Linked DNA regions of Danio rerio: region 1 is linked to region 2. Evidence: chromatin contacts called from public Hi-C data. All regions are on one chromosome and are shown on one strand. Each heading gives the region's core, a stretch centred on a gene start, on an enhancer-like site or on the middle of the called end of the contact. The rest is flanking DNA. Distances are from core to core; before and after follow the strand shown.

Evidence for each region. Hi-C and Micro-C count contacts between places; a contact is called where the count stands out from the background.
Region 1: a Hi-C map of embryo shows a contact between it and region 2, with 2.0 times the contacts expected there. The contact joins the promoter of nrsn1 here to the enhancer-like site in region 2. A contact is called at or near these places in 2 of 18 Hi-C or Micro-C datasets (caudal fin and embryo).

What each region holds. Positions count from the first base shown.
Region 1 is chr16:248,079-252,304 of GRCz12tu, reverse strand. It overlaps nrsn1 (neurensin 1), which reads right to left and starts at 1,582. Exons shown (of 3, transcript NM_199959.1): 1 at 1,542-1,582.
Region 2 is chr16:148,368-152,438 of GRCz12tu, reverse strand. No RefSeq gene overlaps it. Among named protein-coding and RNA genes, the nearest start is that of si:ch211-201o1.1, 25 kb to the left of the region's middle. Within about 2 kb of position 1,873, at least 17 of the 62 cell types and tissues checked have an H3K27ac peak or open chromatin away from gene starts, as enhancers often do.

The DNA of each region.
Region 1 (4,226 bases), core at 333-2,832, 100 kb before region 2:
TTGATGTGCACACTCGCTTTAGCGCCCTTTATTCAGTCACGACACATTAAACGTCAGCGATATTCACACACAGTGATCATCATGTGTGTGTGTGTGTGTGTGTGTGTGTGAGCCTTAACATGCTCAATCATTAATTAGTTTACAGAGGCGTTTACCCACGGGGATTAAAAACTCAGTTTATCAGTCATAATTACACAAAGACAGAACGCACCTGCAGAATTAAATATGTGTAAGTGTAGGATTATTCTTCACTCTTCAGATTTATTTCAGTAATATTATGGGATAATAATAATAATAATAATATAATAATAATAATAATATTTTGGGCGAGGCAGTGGCGCAGTAGGTAGTGCTGTCGCCTCACAGCAAGAAGGTCGCTGGTTCGAGCCTCAGCTTAGTTGGCATTTCTGTGTGGAGTTTGCATGTTCTCCCTGTGTTCGCGTGGGTTTTCTCCGGGTGCTCCGGTTTCCCCCACAGTCCAAACACATGCGCTATAGGGGAATTGGTTAGGCTAAATTGTCTGTAGTGTATGAGTGTGTGTGTGTAAATGTGTGTGTAGATGTTTCCCAGAGATGGGTTGCAGCTTGAAAGGCATCCGCTGTGTAAAAAATTGCTGGATAAGTTGGCGGTTCATTCCACTGTGGCGACCCCGGATTAATAAAGGGACTAAGCCGACAAGAAAATGAATGAATGGTGATTCCACAGTTGCTATGGAAACACAAGAACTACAGTAACTGATCTCCTGTGGTGATTCTACAGTTGCTATGGTAACACATTAACAACAGTGATTGATCTGTTGTGGTTATTCTACAGTTGCTATGGTAACATTAACAACAGTGATTGATCTGTTGTGGTGATTCTACAGTTGCTATGGTAACACATTAACACAGTGATTGATCTGTTGTGGTGATTCTACACACGTGTTCTGATATATTAGCTAATTATCTATGCTCATACACCAATTAAGCATCAGCTCCACTGTAAGGGAGATGAATGGGATTTGCTCCTAAACACTAATGCTAATCTCTCTTTAGTCTCCACGAACGTCTTAATGTCTCGAGGTAATCTTCAGTGTAAATCTGATCGCCTCTATAGATGATATGTGCATCTTCAGAAATGAAATCCTTCTGTAAATGCAGATATCTGAGAGAGAGAGATGCTGAATGCTCCGTCAGTGTCCGTCTCGTCATCAGAAATGACGCCAGAGCTGCTCCTGATCGTGCATGTCCTCTGCTGTTCAGAGACACTCTGTACCCACACACACACCACCATCATCATCACCATCATCATCATCATCTGATCGTCTAATAACAACAGTCCGATGGTGTTTTCAGATGCAGAAAGCTGCACTTTACCGGCAGAAATGCTCATTCTCCACACATCTGTCATCGACACATCAGCAGATTGATCGAGCTGTCAGACTCTAACGCACAAACCGGACACACACATCCTCCCCGACGGTGTGTGTGTAAGTGTGGAGAGTGAAAGGTGTCGACTGATCAGAGTTTTGATAACTGTAATGAGTGAATAAAAGCGAATACCTGTCATAACCGGTCGGAGCTGCTGCTGTTCCTCGCTCCGCTCAGCCGCCGATGCGCTGGATGATGCAGTGCGCATGCGCAGCTCAGCGCTTCTGTGAGTCACCTGGAGGACAGAGAGATGCTTTGCTCTCTTTTTTCTTTCCTGTATTATGAAATACAGCCGAGGTCACAATTATTCGCCCTTCCGTGAAATTTAATGCTTCAGGATTTTTTCTTTTTGTCTCTATATTTGAGAGGGCATTGTTTAATCTCTTGTGTAAATGATCGCAGTGTGTTAGGGTTTGGGTTGTATTCAAATTTATGGCAAAAACACATTTAAATATTTGATTTAGGCTTTTCAGACTTTTTAAGCTTTTGGTGCTTAACATACAGCATACAGTGTACATGTATTATACATGCAGCATGAAGATATTCATTTATTCATTTTCCATCTGCTTAGTCCATTTATTCATCAGAGGTCACCACAGCAGAATGAACCGACAACTATTCCAGCATAAGCTTTTTTTACGCAGCAGATGTCCTTCCAGCTGCAGCCCAGTACTGGGAAACACACACACGCACACACACACACACTTTTTTCAATTTAGTTAATCAATTCCTCTATAGTGCATGTGTTTGGACAATATGTTCAGTATATTTTAATATATTATCAGTATCAGTATTATCCAGTAATCAGTCTCTAAAGGTACACACTTTTCAAATACAATTTGCTGTAGTTTACGTTTGAACATTGTGTGTGCATTTACTGCATATCTGATATATCCTGCACCTTTGTATTCCTCAAGTAATACTGCAGTGATTTTGACCTATTCTATCGTGAAATATTGACTAAGAAATTAACTAAAGCGATTAATCTGCTGTGGGGTTTCTACAGTTGCCATGGTAACAACAATTATAGTGATTGATTGTTGTGGTGATTCTAATGTTGCTATGGTAATAACAATTATAATTGATCTGTTGTGGTGAATCTATAGTTGCTATGGTAACACAACAACTACAGTAATTAATGTTTTTGTGATTCCACAGTTGCTATGGTAACAATAACTACAGTGATTGATCTGTTGTGTTATTCTACAGTTGGCATGGTAACAGCAACTATAATAACTGATCTATTGTGGTGAATATACAGTTACTATGGTAACAACCACAGTATTTGATCTGTGTTGATTCTACAGTTTCTATGGTAACAATAACTATACTGATTGGTCTGTTGTGGTAATACTACAGCTGTTATGGTAACACAACTACTATAGTAATTGGTGTGTTGTGGTAAATCCATAGTTGCTATGGTAACAACAACAAGAGTAATTGATCTGTTGTGGTGATTCTACAGTTGCTATGGTAACACATCTAAAGTAATATAATCTCTTGGCCCAGTGGTGTGGTGTTGTTCTGGGTGGTGTCAGCTGTTCATTCTTCTGTCTCTGTTATAGTGAGTGTGTAAGAGGACCGATCCTGTTGTTGTCTCAGTGAATCATCAGATGAATGACTCCTCAGATGAGAAGTGTCGAGTCTACACTGAAAATGACGCTGGCTCTTCATCAATACGCTGTAATTAAGAGTGTAAACCACACAGCGGCCTGATTCATGTGCTCCTCGTCTACTTAATGCCGCTGTTTCACACACACCGTTACTCTGAGCTGAATTATTTACGTCCTCTGCTGGTTTACAGTGAGCTTTAGGCCTGCAGCCATCCTCATAATGAGGAATCAATAACCCTGCGCTCATACACACACACACACACACACACACACACACACACACACACACACACGCACACACACATTCCTCACATCCAGCACAACACCTGGCTGAAGCTTTCTCTACTCATCACCTATCCTCTGCTGGAGTGTGTGTGTGTGTGTGTGTGTCCCTGCGGCGCCTGTGATTCGGAGCCTGGAGACGGCAGTAATGTTTTTATCATGGAGCTTCTATAGCAACGACTTTACAATCTGCTGCTCCTTGTAAAACACACACACACACACACACACACACACACATTTACTCTGCTATGCTCTCTTTCAGCATATTGAGCACACTGTTTAAATAATGTTGAAGTATTATGGCTGGTTCTATAGTTGCGGGTCTATACTGAAAGTCCTGCTGCAGTGGAGACAGAATGAGAGAGAGATGACCAACTTAAACCAGCTTGACCAGCCTAACTATGCTGGGAGCCCAGTCTAAACCAGCTAAGTCCAGCTTAAACCAGGCTGATCAAGTTGGTTTTAGCTGGTCATTTTCCAGCCTGAACAGCTAAGACCACCCTGGAAATGACCAAAACCCCTCCAAAACCAGCCTGGTCAACCAGCTAAAACCAGCCAACCAGCCTAGACAGTTTAAACTGCTTTTTTTTTCAGAAGTGTTCACAATCACTGCTGTTCCTCTGGGTTTATTTATTCGGCCGTGTTTTTGTTCACTGCTGTTTCCTGCACCTCTGTGATTTTAATCATGGCTGTGTCTCGGTGTTCCCGTCGGCTGCTGTTTCTCCGCCTGAGTCTCTCAGTGTTTCTATGGCTACAGCCAGACAAAGGTGACCTTCTGGATCCGCATGATGACTCTTCTACACACACACACACACACACACACACACACACACACACACACACACACACACACACACACACACACACATCTTAGCTTAAACACATTCACACCCTACACATGTAAACACAGTACAGATCAGGA
Region 2 (4,071 bases), core at 624-3,123:
CACATCTTCAGCATCACTCACACTACGAGCAGCAAAGCAGCAAGCGGCTGTTCATTTCAACAGAGAGTGGGAGACTTCCGGTGAGCTCCAGTGACCGTTGGTAAGCAGGTGGGCGTGTCGAGCGATGCCACAAAGTTAAGAATTCTTCAACTTTATGCAAATGAAGAGCATCATGAGCCACAGCCAATAGGAGCACACACTCCTCACGTGATCCTCCCTCAGCTCACTCAGAGGCTGCCTGTATTCTCCTAGAACTACTCAGACCCTGATTGGAGGGATCTGTGCTCCCTCTACATGTGTGCTGTGATAGTTGCGCGGATGTATTCAGGTGGATTGGGTACACCGCTGGACAGGTGTGTGTGTGTGTGTGTGTGTGCTCTCCTAATCATCCTGCTCTGCATTGACAATGGCAGGCGTTTACTCCATGATTGTTCCTGGGTTATGGCGGAGATTCGAGACTGACGTGTGCATGATGTGGGGCTTATAGACTAATGTTTGGGTCATGGTAGACTTTTTGAATCACGGCTCTCGCTGCCTCGTGTTTATGCTGCCCCCTTCGAGGACATACAGACTTACTGAAGGGTTATGGGTCAGACATCTACTGTGTGGACTACAGAAACAGACTGCATCTTGCACATTAACGCTACTGTGTAAAAGCTGACATCAAATTCATTCATCTTCCTTCACCTTAGTCCCTTATTTATCAGTGCTCGCCACAGCGGAATGAACTGCCAACTATTCCAGCAAGTGTTTTAAACAGCGGATGCAACCCAGTACTGGGAAATGACATGAAATAAATGTATTTTAAAGTTGGTTGTATATTATTTAGATTATTTATCAAATCACAGAGAATAAGCTCAGACTCTGTGTTGACAGTGTTGTTCAGCTGAAGTCATATAAGCCGTCAGTAATGTGCACATCCTAAAATTCACATCCGACCTGCAGTATCAGACAGAAGCTGTTCAGCACAGATATCCTGACCACAACTGCATGTTAGCAGGTTCACACCAGTCCTTTAATTAAAACTATGCAAATAAGCAGCAGTGCTCCGCAGGACAGTGTGTTTGCTCTGATCATCAGAACTTCCGCTTGTCTTCTTGTCGACTGGTTTTTAAGATGTCCTGGAAAGACTAGCTTATTTTCCATTAATGTTGCACATCTGTCACACACCGCCTGGTGCAAACAGCAGAGATGTGGACACAGATCTGAACGCTGATGCACAGAAGTTGTGGAAAGCCGGTGTAGTGATGGGAGGAATGCATCTGCACTCTTTCCTCCGCTTTTCTCTGCGATTCATCCGCATGCTCATCCTGAAAACCTCACTGCGCAGCTCAGACACATCTTCAAATGTTGATCACATCAGAACAGACGAACGTCCAGAGCAAGTTCTGATCTACATGTATGTGTCTCCCTGTCCATGACCGCAACGTCCCGAAGCGACCCAAATCAGCATCATCAGATTAAAATCCCTCCAGAAGGATGCGGTCCATCGCTCGCGATCACAGAGGATGAGCTCATGAGTGGAGAAGAGCGGATCTCCAGCGCAGACTGAGGCGGATCTGTGCTGAAAGTGCCGGCGCGCAGCCTCTGTGTGTGTGTGTGTGTGTGTGTGTGTGTGTGTGTGTGTGTGTTTGGCTCCAGTAGACATACAGAAGCTGAACTAGACATGAGACTAAAATGGACTAAATCAAGAGTAAAACACACGGAAACACACTTGCGCAGTCTCAGAGAGGGTTTCTGATGCTTCAGACGGGCTGAGCGGAGTGTTTTCCTTTGTCTTATTCACAAATGCAGGAAGCAGGGTCAGTGGTGTGTCTGTGTCGGAGCTGCAGAGCTATACTGGATGCAGTTCCAGCGACTCCAGCATGAGGGCAGCATCGTCCGCCTGTAGGAGAACACAGAGTCTCGTCTGGACGCTTTGTCTGAAAACACCAGACACAAAAACACCACAGCATGCAGGAGTCTGACGAGACCCACATCTGACTGACAAATCCAATCAACCCCCCATCACTTCAGACCCAGCCTGTGTGTGTGTGTGTGTGTGTGTGTGTGTGTGTGTGTGTGTGTGTGTGTGTGTGTGTGTGTTGTAAGCTTTAAATGACAGAATTGTAAAGGCTATAGTCTGTTAGTTGCATTCTGCAAAACCGTTAGTGATTCAGGAGTACTGGGCTTTATTCTGCCTGATGCTGAATGTCTGTGTGAGCCGTAACTCCAGCTTGGGGACAGAGAGGATGAGTTGTTGATGGAGCGAATCCTCCTCCACACACACACACGTCTGAAAGCAGAGCGGTGATGTAAGCATGTGTCATTTCAGCAGACAGACCCAACACAGGATTAATCCAGCACTCACCTCTTGTTTACAAGCAGCAGATGCATGCCTAAAGCAGCGGTGACCAAGCCTGATCCTGGAGATGTGCCGTCCTGCAGCTTTCAGATGCAGCCCAAATCAAACACACCTGCCTGTCATCATCAAGTGCTGCTCAGGTCCTGATTATCAGTTCAGGTGTGATTGATCAAGGTAGCAGCTGAACTCTCCAGGAATGTAGATCTGCATGAGCAGGTAGAGCACCCCTGGCCTACAGCACCATCAGAGATCTGCAGATACTTACTGACCACACTTCAATGCTGCTCTGCCATTGACAACAGAGGATAAACACAGGAAAACTATAAACAACCATGCAGGATTTAAGAACAGTCAATCCAGTCATCATATGACCACCGCTATAGATGAAGTGTGAGGTCTTCACTGCAGGTGAATTATAATAATGCACATTTAAAATGATCTGGAAGCAGTTTTGATTAAGTGTGCAGTGTTTAAAGAGGTATATTTCATTCTTAAGTATATGTGTGAATGAGTGTGTATGGGTGTTTCCCAGTACAAAAAAAACTACTGATAAAATAGTGATGTAATTCCTTACATGTGTTTTAGTTCGGTCGACAACAAACAGCAGACTTTTGTATTTAAAGCACACAACAGGAGAATACTGAACAACTGCTCTTTAATGAATGCCTGTGCTGTGGGACAATGCAGAGTAACTAACAGAAGCACATAACACTGACATTCAGACCGTGCTGGACAGCAAACACACGAAACCAGCAACTCAAACATGCACTGAATTAACCACATCGATAACCAAGGAGACTGATCAGTATGGCAACAGCGGGACACATGAAGCAGGTACAGAAGAGACATGAAGACCAACTCTATCTCTCAGAGAGACACATCCTCACATCTTCAGAAGGAGGGATGAAGTTCTGGAGGAGGAGGAGGAGGAGGAGGGACACTGAGGCTGAAGAGAATGAAATGTTTTCAACCCAGGCTCATTCCAATTATGTAGCCCTGTATACATTAATGGAGAGCGCCAAATACGTCTCTGGAGCTACGATTGTTTGCAGTTTTACCAACATCACCAAAGAAGAGTCACTCTGAACAGTGTGTACTGCTGAGATTTGGACAAATCCAAAGCATTTCCCCATAATATGCGTCTAAATGAGATTTGCTTCTATAGATCATTCCATTTGGCCCAATTCAAGCCTCAAAATCCCCCCCGAGTTAATGAAAACACCCCAACAGCACACAAGGGTTGAACTGTAAGAGTCCTGCTCATGAACGTCTACAAGGAGCTGTTCCCAGATCAGGTTGATGGCGAGGTGTAAACATGCGGCAGATTAACGGCAGGGAGCTGAACGTGCGGCTTTACCTCTGAAGGTGTCCGTGTGTGTTGAGGTGTGTTCAGATCATGCAGCGAGTGTTTGAACACCTGCAGGAAGTCTCACGCTGGCAGAGGAAGTCAGCTTTTCCAGGCCGGTCCGTCAGCAAACACAGCCTCACCCAGAACACCCAGAACACCCATACAGAGCTGCTGCTGTGCTGATGGCCAGGCCGGGACGAGATATCGCCACACATTTCCTCGGAAAATCTGTGCTGGACATCAGTGGATGTGCTGTAGAGGAGCGAGCATCACGGGGAAAACAGCAACACGTCAGCTAATCAGTCATCAATGATCTCTCACACTCATTCACTTTACAGGAGTGATGCACACCTAGATGCACATTCAGTAAGCTTTCCTT